2 separate regions of the Mus musculus genome follow, and region 1 is linked to region 2. A link is a contact called in public promoter capture Hi-C data. All regions are on one chromosome and are shown on one strand. The core of a region is the stretch at or near the end of the contact, and the rest is flanking DNA. Distances in the headings are between cores, read along the strand shown.

Region 1 (4,649 bases), core at 218-2,717, 290 kb before region 2:
GCTCCTCCTCTTCCTCCTTCATCTTCCTCCTCCTATTTCCTCCTCTTCCTCCTCCTTCTCCTTTTAGATAGTGTCTTACTGTATAGCCCAGATATAGAGCTATGTAGCTGGAATGATGTAGCTGAGTCTGGCCGTAAACTTGGAGTTGTCCTGCCTCAACTTCCTGAGTGTTAGGATTACAGGTGTGCATCACGATACCTGTCTCTGAGCTACTTGAATTGGGGGGAAATTTTAATTTTGTTGTTTTATGTGTATGTCTATTTTGTATGTATGTATGTGCACCATGTACTGGCCAGAAGAGGTCATTGGATTCCCTGGAAATGGAATTAGAAATGGTTGCGAGCTGCCATATTAGTGTTGAGAATCGAACCATGGTCCTTTAAAGTAGCAAGTGCTTTTAACTACTGAGCCCTCTTGTCAGTTCTTCAAAAAGAAAAACTGGTTTGCTTTGGTTTGTGGTTTTTGTTTTGTTTTTCAAGACAGTGTTTCTCTGTGTAGCTCTGGCTGCCTTGGAACTCACTCTGTTGACCAGGCTGGCCTCTAACTCAGGGATCTGAATGCTGAGATCCTGGTGAGGGAATTTTTCTTTTTCTTAATTAAATCATTTGAAATGGTAAAATCCAGCTAATTCAGCTTTTTGAGGTAGGAAGGTCCACCTTTAACCTGGGCCACTCCTCCTGCGAGTAGCCTATATAAAGGATGGGACAGAAGGAGTCTTGTTCTCTGCCTGGTTGCTCTCATAGCAAGTTCATTCCTTCACTGGCATTACAGCCTACTTCTTCAGGATTCCAGCATATACTGAAGACCAGTTGGATCATCCAGCCTTGTGGACTGAACAACTACTGGATTCTTGGACCTTCTGATGGTAGAGAGCCATTGTGAGATAAGCTGGACTACAGCCTGTAAACCACTCTAATACCTGCTCATCCCCCTACTCAAGCATTCCTCTAGAGAGCCCTGACTGATACAGCAAGACTCCCGTAGAGGTGGAACTTTAAGTCAAAACTGCCAAGTCTGAGCTCATGAGGCTCTAGAAGACATTAAAGCTTGAGCAACAGCTCTCAGAAGACAGCTGGGCAGCACAGGCAAAGATTGAGCCTGTCTCCCCTATCCTATCCCCAAAGTAAGCTGCGTACATTTCTTTCTTACAAGAACATATATTGGGTATGGAGATGTTTGCCCTGCCCTTGAGTAGCCAGGTATGGCTAAGGAGAGGTAGACGCCACCAGGGTGCTGGCTAAAAGTGTGATAGACCTGGGAAGCCAGATGGAGAGGCTGGTATAACAGATGAGCATGGCCCTGCTCCCCTTGGTCCTTTGAGTTCACTGTTTTGGAGAGAGGTGTGTTGGGCCCAGGATGAGGAGACATGAAGGCTTATGGATGGCAGAGAGCTAAATACCACAGTGCCTCCCACAGCACCACTGTGGGACCCTTTCATGCTGTTTTGGACCAGCTAAGTTTTTAGTATCCTTAGCTGCTGACTCCCTCGTCCAGTTGGCACTGGTTCGGAACAGATGGTGGTGGGCCTTCAGAGAACCTGCCCACTCTATAAAAAGGATCTACCACATAATGTTAATTTCTGAGATGTTTACAGATTTAGAAATGTATCTGAAGGACATGCAAATGTACTTAAGAGGCACACACATGGGAAATCAGCCCATGCAGGGGTCAGGGGACATCTGTGAACAGTGTGGAGAATTTTGTACTTAGGTAAGGCACAAGTGCCACCAAGTGTAGTGGCTGAGAACTTCCTACAACAGCCTGTGTCTATATAGAAAAAAACAAAACAGGAGCAACACCAGACATGATGCTGCACGCCCTTTAATCCCAGCACTTGGGAGGCAGAGGCAACATCTCTGAGTTTGAAGCCAGCCTGGTCTACAGAGTTAGTTCCAGGTCAGCCAGGGCTAATACATAGTGAGACCCTGTCTCAAACAAACAAAACCCCCAAATACAAGAGTGTCAACTCAGAAGGCACCTTTGTGAGTAAGAGAAGGCACAGCCAGAAGACATAAGGTTGTTGAATAAGAATTCCAGGGCCGGGGTGGGCTACCTCCCCGAGTTGTTTGTGGGGGAGGTTTCTTAGGCACACACACAGTATACACAGTTCCCACTGCTGTTGGCGGCATGCCAGAACTGGAAGCTCCTTCCCGACTGGCTCATGCTGGCTGGAGCACTGAGCAGGCTGCAAGGGGAGAATTCTCATCAAGGGTCCTGCTCAGCTGTGGGCCTCATGTCTTAGGCTGTCAGCATGACATCCATGCAAGATCCCCACAGGTGCAATAGTGGCAGGATACACGGGTACAAAAAACTACGTTCCATTTGGATTGAAGACCCACTCCACAGTGGGGACTGTCTTAGTCAGGGTTTCTATTCCTGCACAAACATCATGACCAAGACGCAAGTTGGGGAGGAAAGGGTTTATTCGGCTTACACTTCCACATTGCTGTTCATCACCAAGGAAGTCAGGACTGGAACTCAAGCAGGTCAGAAAGCAGGAGCTGATGCAGAGGCCATGGAGGGATGTTCTTTACTGGCTTGCTTCACCTGGCTTGCTCACCCTGCTCTCTTATAGAACCAAGACTACCAGCCCAGAGATGATCCCACCCACAAGGGGCCTTTCCCCCTTGATCACTAATTGAGAAAATGCCTTACAGTTGGATCTCATGGAGGCATTTCCTCAACTGAAGCTCCTTTCTCTGTGAACTCCAGCTGTGTCAAGTTGACACAAAACTAGCCAGTACAGGGACCCATGCCAGGACAAAATCTGTGTTAAAGGAGGGCATAGGTTTTAGTGGAGAAGCTATTGTTTTCTTGTTAAATGTATATTATTTGACTAACAAAATATGTACACTCCCTCTGGGTCTTTCATTCTTGCTCTTTCTCTCTACCCTACCTGTGTCTCCAGTCCTTTTTTATTTTTATTTATTTATTTAGACGGTATTTCTAACCCAGGCTTGTCTTAAATTCACTATATGACTGAAGATTAATGATATGACCTTGAACTTCTGATCTTCCTGGGATTACAGGTATGTGCCTGCCTTAGGGTTTTACCGTTGTGAGCAGACACCATGACCAAGACCAGTCTTATAAAGACAACATTTAGCTGGGGCTGGCTTACAGGTTCAGAGGTTCAGTCCACTGTCATCAAGGAAGGAGCATGGCAGCGTTCAGGCAAGCATTATGCAGGAAGAGTCAAGAGTTCTACACCTTATTCCGAAGACAAACAGAAGAAGACTGGCTTCCAGGCAGCTAGGAAGAAGGTCTGAAAGCCCATGCCCACAGTTACACACCTACTCCAAGGCCATACCACCAAGTGGTACCACTCCTTGAGCCAAACATATTCAGATCACTACAGTGCCCCAGTCTGGTTTTCAAATTGGTTTCTAATATTTGTGCTTATGCCCAGAGGTTTTTGCTGTGATTGGCGTTAGTCAGCAATGCTTCTTTTTGTATTAAAGTGGTGGCTACTGTAGAGACACACCTGCCTAAACTACTGAGAACAAGTAAATATTGAGGCGTAGCAGCCAGTGCTCAGTCCTAAATGGATGAAAATAACTATGCATCTCTAGCAGTCAGCCTCACCAAAGTGCAGGGAGCACTGTAGAAGAGGCAGACGACAGAGCAGAGAATGTGGAACTCTTGTCCTCTAGGCATGGCATAGCCATTGCCATCTGGGAATCAGCAGCTATGATCATCTGCAAGAGTCCCTCACACGTCTGGCCCAACAACAATTCCCTCATGGGAAGAGACAAGAGCCATTAAGGCTGCTGTCCTCCCCAGGGGTGTACATAAGTAGTTACCAGTTGCTAGAGGGAAGGCAAGATTCTGCCAGCAGATTGCTCACATTCTGTAAGTAGTCCTAATTAAGCCCATTGGCCATCATGCTAGACTTGGATGGAAGTATTTCTCTGGTCTGTTGTCCTACCCGAGGAAGGTAGAAATAGACTCCCCAGGAGAAGTCACCCAGTATCCCTAAAAGCCTGTGTGTCAAAGGCCAATGCCCCTGGGTCTTGCTATTGGGTGGCAGAGCCTCATGGAAGATCTTTGGGTCATTGTGGATGTGCTATCAAAGGAGATTCTGAGACACACACACACACACACCCCAATCCTTCCTCTTCATCTCACTTCTTGGCTGTGAAGTGGATCATTTTGCTCTGTGTGCGCCTGCCATGATGGTACCAACTGATCATGGACTGGACCCTATGCAACTAAGATCAAGAATAAACTCTATAAGGTGATTGCGAATGGAGTCTGTTACCGTGATGGGAAGACATGCACATGTGTGTTTCCACTCATCTTCCACATGGGCGCATGGGAGCTTCAGCTTCTTGCTTCCCTGGTCCTCAGCATCCAGAGTTGGGAAAGATAATGCCTGCAGCTCATGACGGCCACAGCCAGCAGAAGAGCACTAGCACGAGGTTAGTGTTCTGCCATAACCACGCCTCTAGCCGACTGCCAGCCACCCAGACGTGTGCATGTGGATGGTTTAGGACCTGCTCATACGTGATCTCCCTCTAAGAGAATACTGACACCAGACCTTTTCTCTATATAATTTTCTCTATATTGAGAATTATTACCAACAGTGTTGAGAGAGGGGTGAACGAAAAAAATCCCATAACTCTCAGGGGCAATGGCTGACACCTAAT
Region 2 (5,134 bases), core at 627-3,126:
TCTCCAGCTTCCAGATCCCAAGGGCCACGTCCCAGAGAAACCTCTGGAAACAGCTGTGTAGTCAGCCAGGAAGGGCCTCCACTCCACTGCCCCCAACCCAGGCCTGGCTGGAGCTGAGAGAAGTGTGGAGAATGGGGGAGGAGAAGGCGGATAGGATAGGAAGCAGAGCTCCCAGATCTGGGCTCCCATCGCGCTGGCGCCTCCACATCACAGCTTGCCTGGCCCCACTCTCCACCCGCCTCCCCTCCCAGGGCAGCAGACAACTAAAAAAAGATAAAATAAAAAGAAGTAATTCCCCTGCTCTGACGTCAGCTCGAGGTCTTAACAGCCCAGCAGCCGCATGAAACTAGATTGCAACCAGATGTAATGCCCTTGAATTCTCAACACAGCACTGCCGTTGGAAAAGGGGGTGGGAGGGGGCGCGGGGCCCCGCTCGAACCGCGACACAAGCGCTGCGGGAGTGCGTGCGGTGGGGCTGGGACGCGCCGGCCTGGGCTCGCCGTGCAGGCACGCAGCCTCACGTCCCCAGTCCTTCGGAGCGTAAGACGCTCGGGTTTAATCCATTCAGAGTCCTCAGGTCCTGGGTTCCCGGGACGCAGGCACAGCTCCTGGCTGCACTCCCGCCCTGCTGTGTGAATGAGCGACCGGGAGCCCCAAGAGGAGCTAGCTAGCTGGTCGCTGGGAAAAACGGGCGCCCCGGGAAACTGGGGCCGCCGCGACCTGGAGCCTGCCTTGTGTTTCGCTTCCCCTCTGCTCCTCCTTGAAGGCCTCCAGTTGTGACCAGAGCTCCAAATGTCACCTCCCAGCCCTGCCAAGCCCTCGCCCCTGCCGCGCTCGGCCCAGTATCCCCCCCCCACAGGTCTTCTTGCCTCCAAAAGGCGTGGGACTCGGCCTCGAAAGGGCCCACGGGCCTGGCCGCCGCGCCGCTTTCGGAAGGGCACCAAGCTCGCGTGTCCCGGGCTCCAGCCGGTGGCGTCACCCCAAAAGGCCCGTGCGCCCAGGGCCTGGCCACGAAGGGACTCCTGGGTCGCGGGGACCGTTTCCTGGTCAGTGCGGGGCCTGCGCACAGGCCCAGGCGGGGACACGCGGCGACCGCCGCGTCCTGTGTCACCACGAGCGGCCCTCGCAGTCCGGACACCCGGGAGCAGGCTACACCCCGAGCCTCCGGCTCCCCGTCCCCACCCAGAACGCACTCACAAAGCTCCCTCGGGCCCTCGCTGCACCGCCCCACGTCCCCGCCCCACACTCGGTGACACTGGGCCTCAGGTCCCAGCACCGGCGCCCGGCGGGCCACCGACTCTCCAGAATCCCCTCATGCAGCTCCTACACGGCCACCAGCGGCCTCACGCCGGCGCCACACAAAGCCAGGCCGCGCGACCCCGCGTCCGCGCCCCACGCGCGCTCGGCCCCCGCCCGGACCCCTGCCCGCTGGGTCCCCACGCCTCGCGCCGCCCCCGCCCAGGTCCTTGTCCCCGCGCCGGGCTCCCCGCTCACCTCGGAGCCCGCGGTCACTCCGGGGCCCGGCGTCCGGCGCTGCGACTTCGCGGCCCGGAGGCCCGCGCGCCCATGGGTGTCCGGCACGACGGCCGCCCGGGCGGGAAAGAGGGTGGGCCGCGGGGCCCCTTCCTCGGACCTCGACAAGGCAGCCAGCTACCCTGGCCACCGCCGCCACCACCGCCACCACCGCCTGGCTCTGCAAGCGGCCTGTCCGAGCCCAGGCGCGAGCGGGGGTGGCACCGGGGCGCCGGGAGCCGGCGGCGCGCGTAGCGGGCCCTGACCGCGCACCCTGCCGGGCCTGCCTGATGCCCGCGGGAGCCCGAGAGAAATGCGATCCCCTCCACACAGGAAGAGCGGCGGGCGGGCGGGCGACGTGCGGGGGGAGCAGGAGAGCGAGAGCGCGAGGAAAAAAGTTCCCGGGCGGCCAGGCAGCTCTCGCTCGTGGCCTCGGGTGCCAGGTGGGCCGTTCGCGCCCCGACAGCGCCCCCTGGCGCCCGCGCGCCCCACTGCACGCCCCATGTCTGTCTGGGGGCAGGGGCTTGGCAGAGGGCCTGAAGGTGCAGCCCGGCGAGAAAGGCCTGGGGACAGCCACAGGACATGGTCTGCTCATCACTCGCTGAGGATTTTGGACTTAGACTTGGGCCAGGCCTCTCCCCGTCCCCCGCTCATTCCACCACCATGTGGCCCTCACCTGTGACTGTTTCTTTGGTTGGAGAATCCGTTTCAAATTTCCTCAAGTTAGATGTAAAAAATGTAGTCACGGCACATGTGGCACCTTGTTGGGTACCGAAGCAGTGCGGTTCCTGCCTGTCAAGGAGCTGGCATTGTGTAGGGGAGACTCAGACAGCCAACAATGATCAGGTCCATAACGAAGATAATTTTAGAGCGAAATAAGTGCTAGGAAGAAAATCAGCAGGTGCAGTGATGGATTTAGCTGCGAGTGAGAGAAGGCCTGTCTGAACAAATCGCTGAAGAGCAGGAAGGAGCCTGCACCAGCAGCGCATGGAAGAGCATTCTTTGAGAGGAAAAGACAAGTGTGGGTGCCCCGAGGCAGGAGTGCTCTTGATGAATAAGCACAAGTGTAAGGAGGCCATACATACCCAATGGGATAAGAAGTGGGCATGTTAGCCAGGCAGTGGTGGCACACGCCTTTAATCCCAGCACTTGGGAGGCAGAGGCAGGCGGATGTCTGAGTTCCAGGCCAGCCTGGTCTACAGAGTGAGTTCCAGGACAGCCAGGGCTACACTGAGAAACCCTGTCTCGGAAAACCAAAAAAAAAAAAAAAAAGCATGCTGAATTTTAATCCAAGGTCAGGGCCTGTAGGACTACAAAGAGCCTAAAGGCAGCCTCCTTAGTGCTGTGGGAAGTAAGCCACCAACAGATTTTAAGTAAAAGAATTTTGAATGGATTTGTAAATGAACCGATTAACTTATAGACAGCCCCATGAGCCGTGGCTACCCCAAGGCTTCTGCTCCCCTCCTCAGGGTGGCATGAGTTACCTGCTTCGTCGAAGTCTGAGCCATTCATCAGGTCAAAGCACCCAAGTCCCCAGGTGACTTGACACAAGTGAGTCAGTCACCCTTTCAGTCCTGTTTCTTCATCAGGAGTGTGAGCGTTGTGCTAAGTTCAGCACCTTTGTCTTCTTGTAACAGACACTTCACCCCTTCTGCCTCATCCTATACATCCTGACTGCTTCTCTCCTAGCCCACCACATCTATGAAGGTCCTTCACTTATACTGACAAAGCCGAGACCCACCCTAGGTCCTCCTTACTGCCTGGCGGGAAACACAAATTATAAGCGGAGAGGAGGGCAAGTGGGCACTGTGTTGTTTCAGGCCTGCTTTCAACTGTGACTCCAGACCTGGTTTCTGAGCATGGCATCTTTATTCCCATAAGCCAAGCACAGTGAATGGTCTTTCCAGACACACTAGGCATATCACACACACTCTCTCTCCTCCTCCTCCTCTTCCTCTTCCTCCTCCTCTTCCTCTTCTCCTCTTCCTCTTCTTCCTCCTCCCCCTCCTCCTCTTCCTCCTCCTCCTCTTCCTTCTTCTTCTTCTTCTTCTTCTTCTTCTTCTTCTTCTTCTCTCTCTCTCTCTCTCTCTCTCACTCTCACTTTCTCTCTCCCCCCCCACCTCCTTTCCTGGTTGCTGGGCACCTTGGTAACTGCAAGAAGCTGGAAAAGGCAAACAAAAAACAAACAAACAAAAAACCAACAGCAACAAAGCTGCTTCAGCTGTCTGGCTCCTACTTCCTCCCTTGGTCTTCCCTCCTCTCCTGAGAATACAGGACTGTACTCCAGTCCCTTGATAATCTAGAACAAACTCTTCATCTCAACAAGCCCTTTTGTTTAAACACATCTAGGACGGCCACGCCCCCTTTGCTGTATATGAAGATATCCCTAGGCTTCAGGGATTGGAAGTTGGAGACCTTTGAGAGCTGGTTTCTCTCACTGCTTCTCTTACTGCTACCTCACCGCAAGCCACTGCACAGAAGAGGAAAGAGACTCACAGCAGCAGTAGTGGGTCTGGCATCCAGTTACTGGAGAACTAGAGGCTGGACCACTGCCAGAGCCCAGGAATTCAATACGAGCCTGGGCCAGTGAGACTCTATCTCAGTTCCTGTATGTTTATGGTATGGGTAGGATAGCCTTGAAATTATCTATGTAAAGTGCCAAGACGCACGGGCACACCCAGAGTTGCTCTCTTGCAAGTATTTTACTTTTATTTCATATGCATTGGTGTTTTGCCTGCATGTATGTCTATGTGAGGGTGTTGAATTCCCTAGAACTGGAGTTAGATGGTTGTGAGCTGTCATGTGGGTGCTGGGAATTGAACTTGGGTCCTCTTGAAGAGCAGCCAGTTTGTTTTTGTTTTTGTTTTAACTTCTGAACCATCTCTCTAACCCTTTCTCTTCTCTCTTTTTAACCTTTAATTGTGTTTTATGTGTATCTGGTATTTTTCCTGCATTTATTACTGTGCACATGATGCATGCAGTGTTCATGGAGGCCAGAAGAGATTGGATCCATTGGGACTGGAACTATAGACAGTTGTGAGCTGCTTCGTGAGTGCTGGGAACTGAGCCCAGGACCTCTGAAAGAGCAGCTAGTGCTCTTCCATCTTGCCATCCCACAGATCATTCGAGAGGGATTTCCCCCACTTAGCCATGGCGTTTTCTAGGCAGCCTATCAGAGCAGGGCTGACATTAATGCTGACCAAGAACGTACTTGCTTCAAGATGAGAGCCAGGAGCCCCAGCATCAGGGAACTTGTCTACTGAGAACTTGGTGAGCACCCTTAGTAGGAAGCATGAAGGAGGGCTAGAAGGTGGGCATACTGCCACACAGAAACCCAGATACACAGCCTTGGTGCAAGAGTCTCAAACTCAGGTCAAAGGTCAATGCATCTGGGGTGCTGGAGGGAGGCACTGTTTGTTCTTATGGGAGTGTTGTTGCTGTTGTTGTTGTTGTTGTTGTTGTTATTGTCGTCATTGGATTCTCACTTTATCCTTATTGTGTTGTGCTGAGGAATTGAACCTATGGCTTTCTGTATGTTAGGCAAGTGTTCTCCCCCTGCACCATGCCTCCAGCTCTGAGATAGAGTCTCAGTATGTAGGGCAGCTTCCTTAATGCTTATTAC

The links. Promoter capture Hi-C pulls out the DNA fragments that hold promoters and counts their contacts.
Region 1: a promoter capture Hi-C map of hippocampal neurons shows a contact between it and region 2, with 4 times the contacts expected there. The contact joins the enhancer-like site here to the promoter of Rai1 in region 2. A contact is called at or near these places in 8 of 39 promoter capture datasets (embryonic stem cells, frontonasal cranial neural crest, hippocampal neurons and 3 more), 28 of 484 Hi-C or Micro-C datasets (the AML12 cell line, the BV-2 cell line, CD8 central memory T cells and 19 more), 16 of 115 datasets of contacts at active chromatin or transcription factors (the SCID.adh cell line, T-cell acute lymphoblastic leukemia, bone marrow-derived dendritic cells and 12 more) and 2 of 9 other capture datasets (liver and macrophages).

What each region holds. Positions count from the first base shown.
Region 1 is chr11:60,394,234-60,398,882 of GRCm38.p6, reverse strand. Drc3 (dynein regulatory complex subunit 3) reads right to left here. Exons shown (of 14, transcript NM_029044.2): 14 at 4,550-4,649. The coding sequence ends at 4,645. Among named protein-coding and RNA genes, the nearest start is that of Atpaf2, 20 kb to the left of the region's middle. Within about 2 kb of position 1,467, at least 7 of the 459 cell types and tissues checked have an H3K27ac peak or open chromatin away from gene starts, as enhancers often do. A contact at or near this core is called in cortical neurons, forebrain and hippocampal neurons, where this site is marked.
Region 2 is chr11:60,101,755-60,106,888 of GRCm38.p6, reverse strand. It overlaps Rai1 (retinoic acid induced 1), which reads right to left and starts at 1,876. Exons shown (of 6, transcript NM_009021.2): 1 at 1,495-1,876.